Regions from separate parts of the Mus musculus genome. Here all the other regions are linked to region 3. A link is a contact called in public promoter capture Hi-C data. All regions are on one chromosome and are shown on one strand. Each heading gives the region's core, a stretch centred on a gene start, on an enhancer-like site or on the middle of the called end of the contact. The rest is flanking DNA. Distances are from core to core; before and after follow the strand shown. Region 1 holds the start of Tmem123 (transmembrane protein 123). Region 2 holds the start of Birc2 (baculoviral IAP repeat-containing 2). Region 3 holds the start of Casp1 (caspase 1).

Region 1 (2,700 bases), core at 171-2,670, 2.5 Mb before region 3:
TACACACAAGGCAAGCAGCTGGGTAGGATAAAGGCCTCCTCCCATAAGCAGTCTAATATTTGCTCTAAGACAGAGTCTCAACATTCTTTCCTTAACTGATCTCAGAAGTAGTCCTGCAATTCCAGTTTGTCACTGGTACAAGTCAAAAGAGCAAACATAAAACATAACCAATCGAAGTGAAGAAGCCCTGTAATCCCCGAAGTAGAGTTAGGCATATCAGAAGTTCAAGGTTATCTTCAGCCACATAGGGAGTTCAAAGCCAGTTAGGGCTTCATGGATACAAGAGATCCTGACTCTACAAAACACAGTGAAATTCAGCACAACAGAAATAGGGTTGTTTAATTCACCCAGATTATTCCAGCCAAAGCAGGTGTTGGGCCTAAATCATCTGCTTAAGTAAACTCACTGGTTATCCCTTCATAGATGAGACTGAAAAACACAACAGATGACTGAGCTGAAAATCACAAAGACTTTGGTCATTTAAAGTTTCTTATCCTAGTTTACTATTTCCCTAGCGACTGGACTCTAGTAGATGACAAGGGACAATAGAATTTTCACAAACTCAGAGTTCTTCTCAAAGTGTTCAAAACGTCAAGGTTTCGAAGAGAAACAAAATCCCCAACACAGAAGGCTGTCAACATCATCTTGTTATGACCTTAATGATGACGTCGTAGGCTCTGGACCACAGGGACCTCAAGGCTGCTGCGTATGCAGCAGTAGTGACTACAGTCCGAGCACAAGCCTCATCTGCGCAGGGGAACAAGGCGCGTACACCCAAGGTTCCCACTCAGCCGAACTGGCCCTGGAATCCAACTTGAATTCTGGGAGTACCTTCAGCAGGAAGCTGTGTGGGTAGACAATCAGACCTGTTTTTGCGGCAGTTAGCGAACAAATTTCAATCTACAGGTCTTGCTACCAGCCACAGAACTACAGTGAAGAGGACCAACTTGAGTCTTCGGCTGAAGGGCCATCCCAGGGAAACTCAGCAAGTTCTGCACACCACGCCGGCTTGCCGTCCCCAAGCAGGGGAGAGACGGAGTCTCGCTCCGCAGGTGGCCCGCGGGCGAAGAGGGAAATGAGGTTGGGGTGGGAGTCTACCGTGGACGCGTGGAACTTTCCACGCGGACGCCGAACATGGAGAGGCAGGCCGCCGCAGTGCGCTTCCTCTGCGCCTGCCAACTTACCCTGAGCGTCGGTCGGGTCCTGCGCCGCCCCTAGCAGCGCCAGCACCTGCAGCACGCCCAGCAGCAGCGCGGCCCGCGCGCACAGCGCCATTGTTCCCAGGGCCCCTGAGCGCCCGCAGCAACCGCCCGGCGCCCAGAGCTGCTCTCCGCGCACGCGACCGCTCCGCGTCCCCTTCCGCCCTTACCGCTCCCCTGCAGACGCCGCCGCCAGTCCCCCCAGTGACCAAATAGGGATAGGCCAGGCGGCCTGGGGCGGGGCCAGGGCGTGGTCGGCAAAGTCAGGAGGGGCGTGGCCCACAGGAGGCAGGGCGGGGAAGAGCTGCAGGGCCAAGAGAGGGAGTGGCTCTGAGAAAAGAGGAGAGCCGGGAGAGGGCGTGGCTTACAGAGGCGGGGCAAGGGGGACAGGCCTCAGACGGGAGGGGCGTGGCTCTCTGAACAGTACTGAGGAGCGGATAAGAGGCGGGGCTCTCGGAGGCGGATGAGGTCGTGGTTTTGGGAGTGGCGTGGTCCGGACTAAGTGCTACGACAGCTGTGGCTCTATCTCTGACTTTCAAGGGGTAGTCGTCTACCAGGACTTCCTGAAGACAGGCTTTATTTAGAAGTTTTCGGGTGGGATTGGCATGGTTGCGGCGCGGAGTAAGAGAGGGAGTCACAGACTGGATGATTGCAGCCTCTCAGAGGAGTGAAGGAAAGTCAGACTCAAAAAAGTTTCAAAGTAACCGTCATGATCTTGGTACTCCACTTGTGCCTCCTTTTTTCTACAACTGGAAAAACATGTAGAGTGGGCGGTGCAGTTTGCAGACCAGTTGGAAACTTAGCACCTATAACCTAGATCCCTGTCTTCTAGAGTTCGCTGTCCCGACTCAAAAACAGCCTGTTGTAGTCTAGTTTTTTGGCAAAATCCCTCGTAAGCCCTAGGGCCAATGCTGCATTTTGATTCCACTCAGAATTCTAAAATTATGTGTCTAGTACACATCACTCAACTAACGTGGAAGATGGACACAGCTTCCACAGGGTATTGCAGCTCTCTAACACCTGATCCAGGGCATTTCAAAGATAAGCCTAAAACTTTGTTATGAAAAATACTTTTCGACTTCCACAAAGCTTCTTTGTTATAGATGTGTGATGATCATGGATTAATTAGGCCCGTTTTCTCTACATTTACAAGACATATGAAACTGCAACCAGCCAACCTGAAAATACCAGCATCTACCACGGGCTTTAAAAAACAGCTGTGTGTTTAGGATTTGATGGTTCTATTTCTGAAGAATCTAGCCAAGTGCTTCCAGGCATGGACTAGGAAGGATCATTCTGTATTCAGAATGAATGCTTGCCCTGACTCCAGTTTTTGGAACCCAGTGCTCAGTGTGGTGATTTAAAGAGGCGGGGTATTGGAGAAGCGACTGAGCTAGAAGAACAGGGATCTCAACAGTGAAATAAGTGCCTCATGAAAGTGGCCTGAGACCAGGGGCCTTCAACAGACACCAGGTCAGTTGCTGGCATTACCTTTGACTTC
Region 2 (2,700 bases), core at 95-2,594, 2.5 Mb before region 3:
AATACTTTCTTTTTATTATCAGCATTTAGACCAGAAGACTGCCTGTTCTGTGACTGACCGACTTGCAGCAGAAATGACGGGAAAGAAAATGGGAAACGGTTCAGGGTCCCGGAATTCCCCTGGCAGCCTAATTTAGCGGTCTGTTTTACTTCTAAGTTTTTAAAATATTTGCCCATTTAACATGGAATTCCCCCGGAGAGAAGATCTGATTCATTCGTTAAGACCTTCAAGTCTAAAGTAAATTAAACTGTAGAAACCTCACTGGTAGTAGCCTACATTTCTAATCAGCACACTGGAGGCTGAGGTAGGATGCTAAATCCTCGGCTAGTCTGGGCCCTACAATAAAATCCTTTCTTAAACAAACAAATAAAAAAACTGCAAAACTAACCATAACAAATCATCCAAGCCAAACAGGGCCGCGGGGGTGGGGGTGGGGACATCAGAAAGTCCTACCCTGAATGCTAATGATTTTGCAGCACTTTCGGTACGGGAAAGGCAGCAGAGGGTGGGGGGTGGGGAGACAGACTGCTAGTGAACAATGAAGTCAGGGTTATTTTTCCAGTTTTAAACGTATTCTTCTACAATCTCATCACAGATATATAGTGCGCTTTAATCATACTCTCTCCCATTATACTGTTAACCCTTCAATGCCTTCCTCCAAACTAGTCCGCAGCCTTTTCCTTACTTTTTAAATTTATGGCCTGATGCGCTTAATTTGGGTCGCCTGCAAGAGCACTTTTTAAAAAAAATAATAATTTAAAAATGCATAACTACCTCCTCGCCCCAACTGGGTTTGAATTTCTAGGATTCGAGGTGAGCGCCACCATGCCGGCCTGCCAGAGGAGCCCACTTGTCAAAAATGTTAAAGCCCATCTTACAAAAAAACCAAATTATATTTAATGTACACGCACACGCGTGCATTCCGCTTTACTCAGGCGTTTCGAGGCCAGCTCACGAGCCTGAGCCGCCTTACCTATGACGCCACGTTTGCCTTAGTGCCTGTCTAGGACCCTTGCAGGGTGAGGCCGGAAAATACAGGGAGCTAGGAGGCGCGGCTCAGGGCTGCCGCCATTAAAGGTGCACTGCAGGTTAAAACACATGGCATCAAAGTCCGGAACGCCCAGCGGAGGCAGTGGGGCAAGGACGGACGCTCGGGAAAGCCTAGCCTTATTCGTCCGAGTCCCAGCGGCCCGAACGTTTAGCTTCCAAAGCCCGAGCACGCAGGCGCGAGCGCAGGCGCAGGCGCGCGCGACTGGCCCACAGCCCCACCCCGTCCTCCACGCGTTCCAACTTGCGGTGCGCGTCTGCTGACGTCACCTCAACGGCCCGCTGGCCGCAGGGGCTTTTGGGAAGGCTGCGGATCAACAATCAGGCGCCTCTGCTTCCAGGGCGCCGGGGGCCTGACTCGGTGGTGAGTGCGGCTGCCTTCGTCAGGACGGGCGAGCGTGGCTCTCGACGGCTGGGCGGGCTAGCTGACTCCTCCTTCGGCCCGGAAGGCAGTTCTCAGGGCCGCCCGACCCCCGCTCCCTGCCTAAGTCCTTGGGCTTGGACTTGTATAACAGTTTTGCTTTCTTTTCCTTTCGGTTTATTTTTTCAGTCAACCCAGGCTAGTCTCGAATTTGCGGCAATCCTCCTGCCTCCAATCGTTCTAGGTGCTGGGATTACTGGTGTGCAGCACCTCGGCTGTCTCTTCAGATTTTCTGCAGGTTTTTAAGCTTTAAGCCCGCGGCATTTAATGCCTTTAAACTAAGTTGTGCGGCAGGGGGATGACGGTTGTCACATCAGTTACTACTTGTCCCCAGTAGTCGTGTGAGAGGTTTGGTTTAACTGGGAAAGGTGTTCTCCATTCTTGTCTCTCCAAGCTACGTGTCGCCCCCCTGCAGTGGGCGTAGAGCCGTGTCGGTTGGGTGCTTGCTGGCGTTGTAACAGCTAGTGTAGTTAGGCCACACGGGTAGTGGTAGCTTTGTTCAGGCCACTGCTTTACCGGCACTTGTACTTTTTTGGTTTTGAGATGTTACCTGTGGTGGTTAGGGAATGGTTGTCCTTCACGGATTCCGTTTATGAGCTCTTCCCGGTGCCTTTATCTTGGCTAATTTAGCCCTGGCTAGTTCAAATGTTCTGTCCGGCAGGAGCGTTTCATTCCGCATCTGTCTTCCAAGTGTTGAGATTAAAATTGCAAGTATACCTCGGGAATCCTCAGGAAATATTTATATTTTAATATAATAGAAAATATCGTATATATTATTTATTTTATATTGTATTATAACTTAACATATGTTTATGTGTATAAATATATTTTATATGTACTTATATCTGTATTATATATTTCAATTAAATGTTTTAATAGAATATAAAAGTATATATAATTTTTTTCTTGTGATTAAACTTAGGGTTCTTTACCTGCAAGGCAAGTGCTCTAACATGGAGCTATATCAGTAGCCTTACAGACTACCTTTCCACTATTTATGGTGCCTTTTGTCTCCAGTGAAGTGCATATCAAAATATCTTTAAATCAGAAAACGAAAAGAGCCTGGTGGTAGTGTGGTCCTAGCACTTGGAAGGCTGAAGCAAGAGAATTCCAAAAAGTTTTAAAACCAGCTTGGGTTATATTGACTTTCTAGCCAGCCTAGTCTACAGAATAAGACCCTGTCCCTTAAAAAAAAAAAAAGTTCATGAAGTATAGTACATTTTTTTCTAATA
Region 3 (2,700 bases), core at 10-2,509:
ACCATAGCAAGGTCATCCTTGGTGAGACTGAGGCCAATGTGTGCTACAGGAGACAAGGCAGAAGGAATAGGAATAGTCATGAGACACACAGCAGAGCCACAGACACAAAAATGGGAGTCTGGAGCTGAAGGTGAGTGGTTGTCTTTAAACTACATAAGAAATATATCAATTAGACATTGGTTATCCAAATATATAGACTCTCAACTTGGTCTAAGATTCAGGCTCTTACCTGATTGAAGCTCCAGAATTCCTGCCAGGTAGCAGTCTTCATTACAAATGTAAGTGATAAAGATTTGGCTTGCCTGGGGCCCTTTTTTAGAGACATGATCACATAGGTCCCGTGCCTTGTCCATAGCAGTAATGTTTGCAAGTTTTATTTTATCCATTTCTTCCTGATTCAGCACTCTCTTCTCTAAAAGTTCATCCAACAATCCATTTATTGTCCCTATACTCACTGAGTTGATAAATTGCTTCCTCTTTGCCCTCAGGATCTTGTCTGTTTAAGACACAAAGAATTCTCAAATCAAGAAAACAGTTGCGTGTTCCTTTCATGTAAAGAAAGCATACTGTCTTTCAGAGTGAATCAGCAAAATGTCCCTTTCACATACAGCGTTTCCCTGCTCTCTCTCTCTCTCTCTCTCTCTTATTTTTTCCTATCTCTGCTCCACATTTGTCCTTCAACATTACACAAAAGCATACAGTATGAGGCACATATCTTTCTGTTAGAACTCAAGAAGCATAAACCATTTTCTTTTGCTGCCACCATCTCTGTCACTCATTCAGTTCCCTCTGTCTAACTAGGGACTCTTACTAGCTAAGATTGCAAAAAACGATGGCAACAATGGCAGGATACAAGTAAAGGTCCTTTCTGACCCTGGCCAGAGATTAAGACGTCAAGAATCTTCTGTGCAGATTTCTAAATAGTCTTCACTTTGCCCAGATTCAGCTCACCTAAATAACTCCAGAAACTAATGATGGCTTTCAGAAAAGCGAGTCCCTTTCCAAATGACTTATTGTCCAAACGAGTTCTTTTAATAATAGAGAAAACTCACCAGCCATGGCGTTTCTTTTCTACACCGCAGAGCTACTGAAACTGAAAGCATATTGTTAGTTCCTTTCCAACAGGGCGTGAATACAGATTGAGAAATAACCACAATTGCTGTGTGCGCATGTTTCTTTCCCTAATTAAAGTTAGGTTTAAATGCTCAAGTCTGAAAAGGATTCAACCGCGGAAATGATTCTTCTTCAACACTTGGAAGAGCTCAGGAAAGGAAGGGAGTGAGTCTTAGTCATCAAGAAAGAAAGGAGCTGTGACAACAAGTCCAGGAAGAGAAGGTAGAGAATCTGTGGGATTCACAGGAGAGGAACAAGTAGGCAGGGAAGGCTGCCACACGTGTTTCTGCTGCAGGGCTGGGCCTGAGACTCTGGGATCAGAGCTGGGAGAACAAAGAGAGAAGAGAAGAACTGTAGTCAATATACTGTTTTCTGGCTTGTAAGTCTGTGGGCTAGCAGGAGTGCCTGTTGTAGTTGGGGGCTGGAATTAGGTAATGAGTAGTGGAAAAAAGCATATGAGGCAGGGCAGTAGAGATAGGCTGAAGTTACTGCTCCTGTTCCGTTGCAGAGTTAGACAGACAGCAGGATTGGACTCGGAGGACCAGAAGCAGAGGTGTGCATCTACTGTCAAACTACTTGCTTCCCTGGCAGGGGATGCCCTTGAATAATTAGCCTGCTGGGCATAAGTATCGTCGATAAGGATACATCAAGATGCTTATGTCCAAAAAAAAAAAAAAAAAAAAAAAAAAAAAAAAAAAAAAGCCAACAACCAGCCAACCAAACAAACAACAAACACCCATAGCTCTACCTTAAAGGTAATAAATAGATTAGTTTTGTTGGGTTTTTTTTTTGTTTTTTGTTTTTTTTGTTTTTTTTTTTTTTGCTGGAGTCTATACCCAAGAACACTGATTTAGGTTACCCCAAATTCCAAGATCCAACTTGAAAAACTTTTCATCAGGTATTTCTAGTTTTGGAGAACAAAGAAAGGTATAAGTCAAGGCAAGTTTAAAATGCATCAACAAGCTTAAAAAGCAGATACATTGATGTGGGGGAAAGGTTTCCTATAATCATAAAATGACAGTATTAGCTTTCTGATTGGTTAAATTGCATGTTCTTCTATGTTAATAGCTTCTAAGAGGTTTTAATTTATGACCACAAGGTGTTACTTCAGATACAGAGTGGACCAAGGAATGGTTGTTTTAGAAGGCTAATACTAATCTAAGATGTAGTAGTTACCGTCTGCACCTACAAAATTCCAAACTTTCTACAGTACAGCAATTCCAATTGTCTGTCCATCTCAGAAGACACAAAACCTTCTTCCAGGAGAATTCTGTTCACATCCAGACATAGCTTCTTTTCTGGAATTTTCCTTCACCATTGTGATTAGATACCTGGCTCTTGGCTTCTTTATTTTGTTTCCTGTAACATACATAATCAAGAAATATAAGCTTAATTTAAATTCTTAACAGAAGAAAGAAATGGTTTTCAACAACTGGCTTTGTTTTTTGTTATGAGTTATATATATCTGCAACAATTGAAGTGAAGCTTCAAGAGAGACACCTAGGCTTCTCATTTACAATAGCAACTCTAATCTAGAAAGGAAGACAGGAAATTAGAAAATACAACTCCACTGAGCAGTTATTAGGG

The links. Promoter capture Hi-C pulls out the DNA fragments that hold promoters and counts their contacts. Capture Hi-C pulls out chosen DNA fragments and counts their contacts.
Region 1: a promoter capture Hi-C map of liver shows a contact between it and region 3, with 4 times the contacts expected there. The contact joins the promoter of Tmem123 here to the promoter of Casp1 in region 3.
Region 2: a contact with region 3 is called in a promoter capture Hi-C map of pre-B cells, with 6 times the contacts expected there. The contact joins the promoter of Birc2 here to the promoter of Casp1 in region 3. A contact is called at or near these places in 1 of 39 promoter capture datasets (pre-B cells) and 1 of 115 datasets of contacts at active chromatin or transcription factors (large pre-B cells).

What each region holds. Positions count from the first base shown.
Region 1 is chr9:7,762,797-7,765,496 of GRCm38.p6, reverse strand. It overlaps Tmem123 (transmembrane protein 123), which reads right to left and starts at 1,420. Exons shown (of 5, transcript NM_133739.2): 1 at 1,185-1,420. The coding sequence starts at 1,275.
Region 2 is chr9:7,835,701-7,838,400 of GRCm38.p6, reverse strand. It overlaps Birc2 (baculoviral IAP repeat-containing 2), which reads left to right and starts at 1,344. Exons shown (of 8, transcript NM_007465.3): 1 at 1,344-1,411.
Region 3 is chr9:5,297,076-5,299,775 of GRCm38.p6, reverse strand. Casp1 (caspase 1) reads right to left here and starts at 1,259. Exons shown (of 10, transcript NM_009807.2): 1 at 1,053-1,259; 2 at 230-496. The coding sequence starts at 1,059.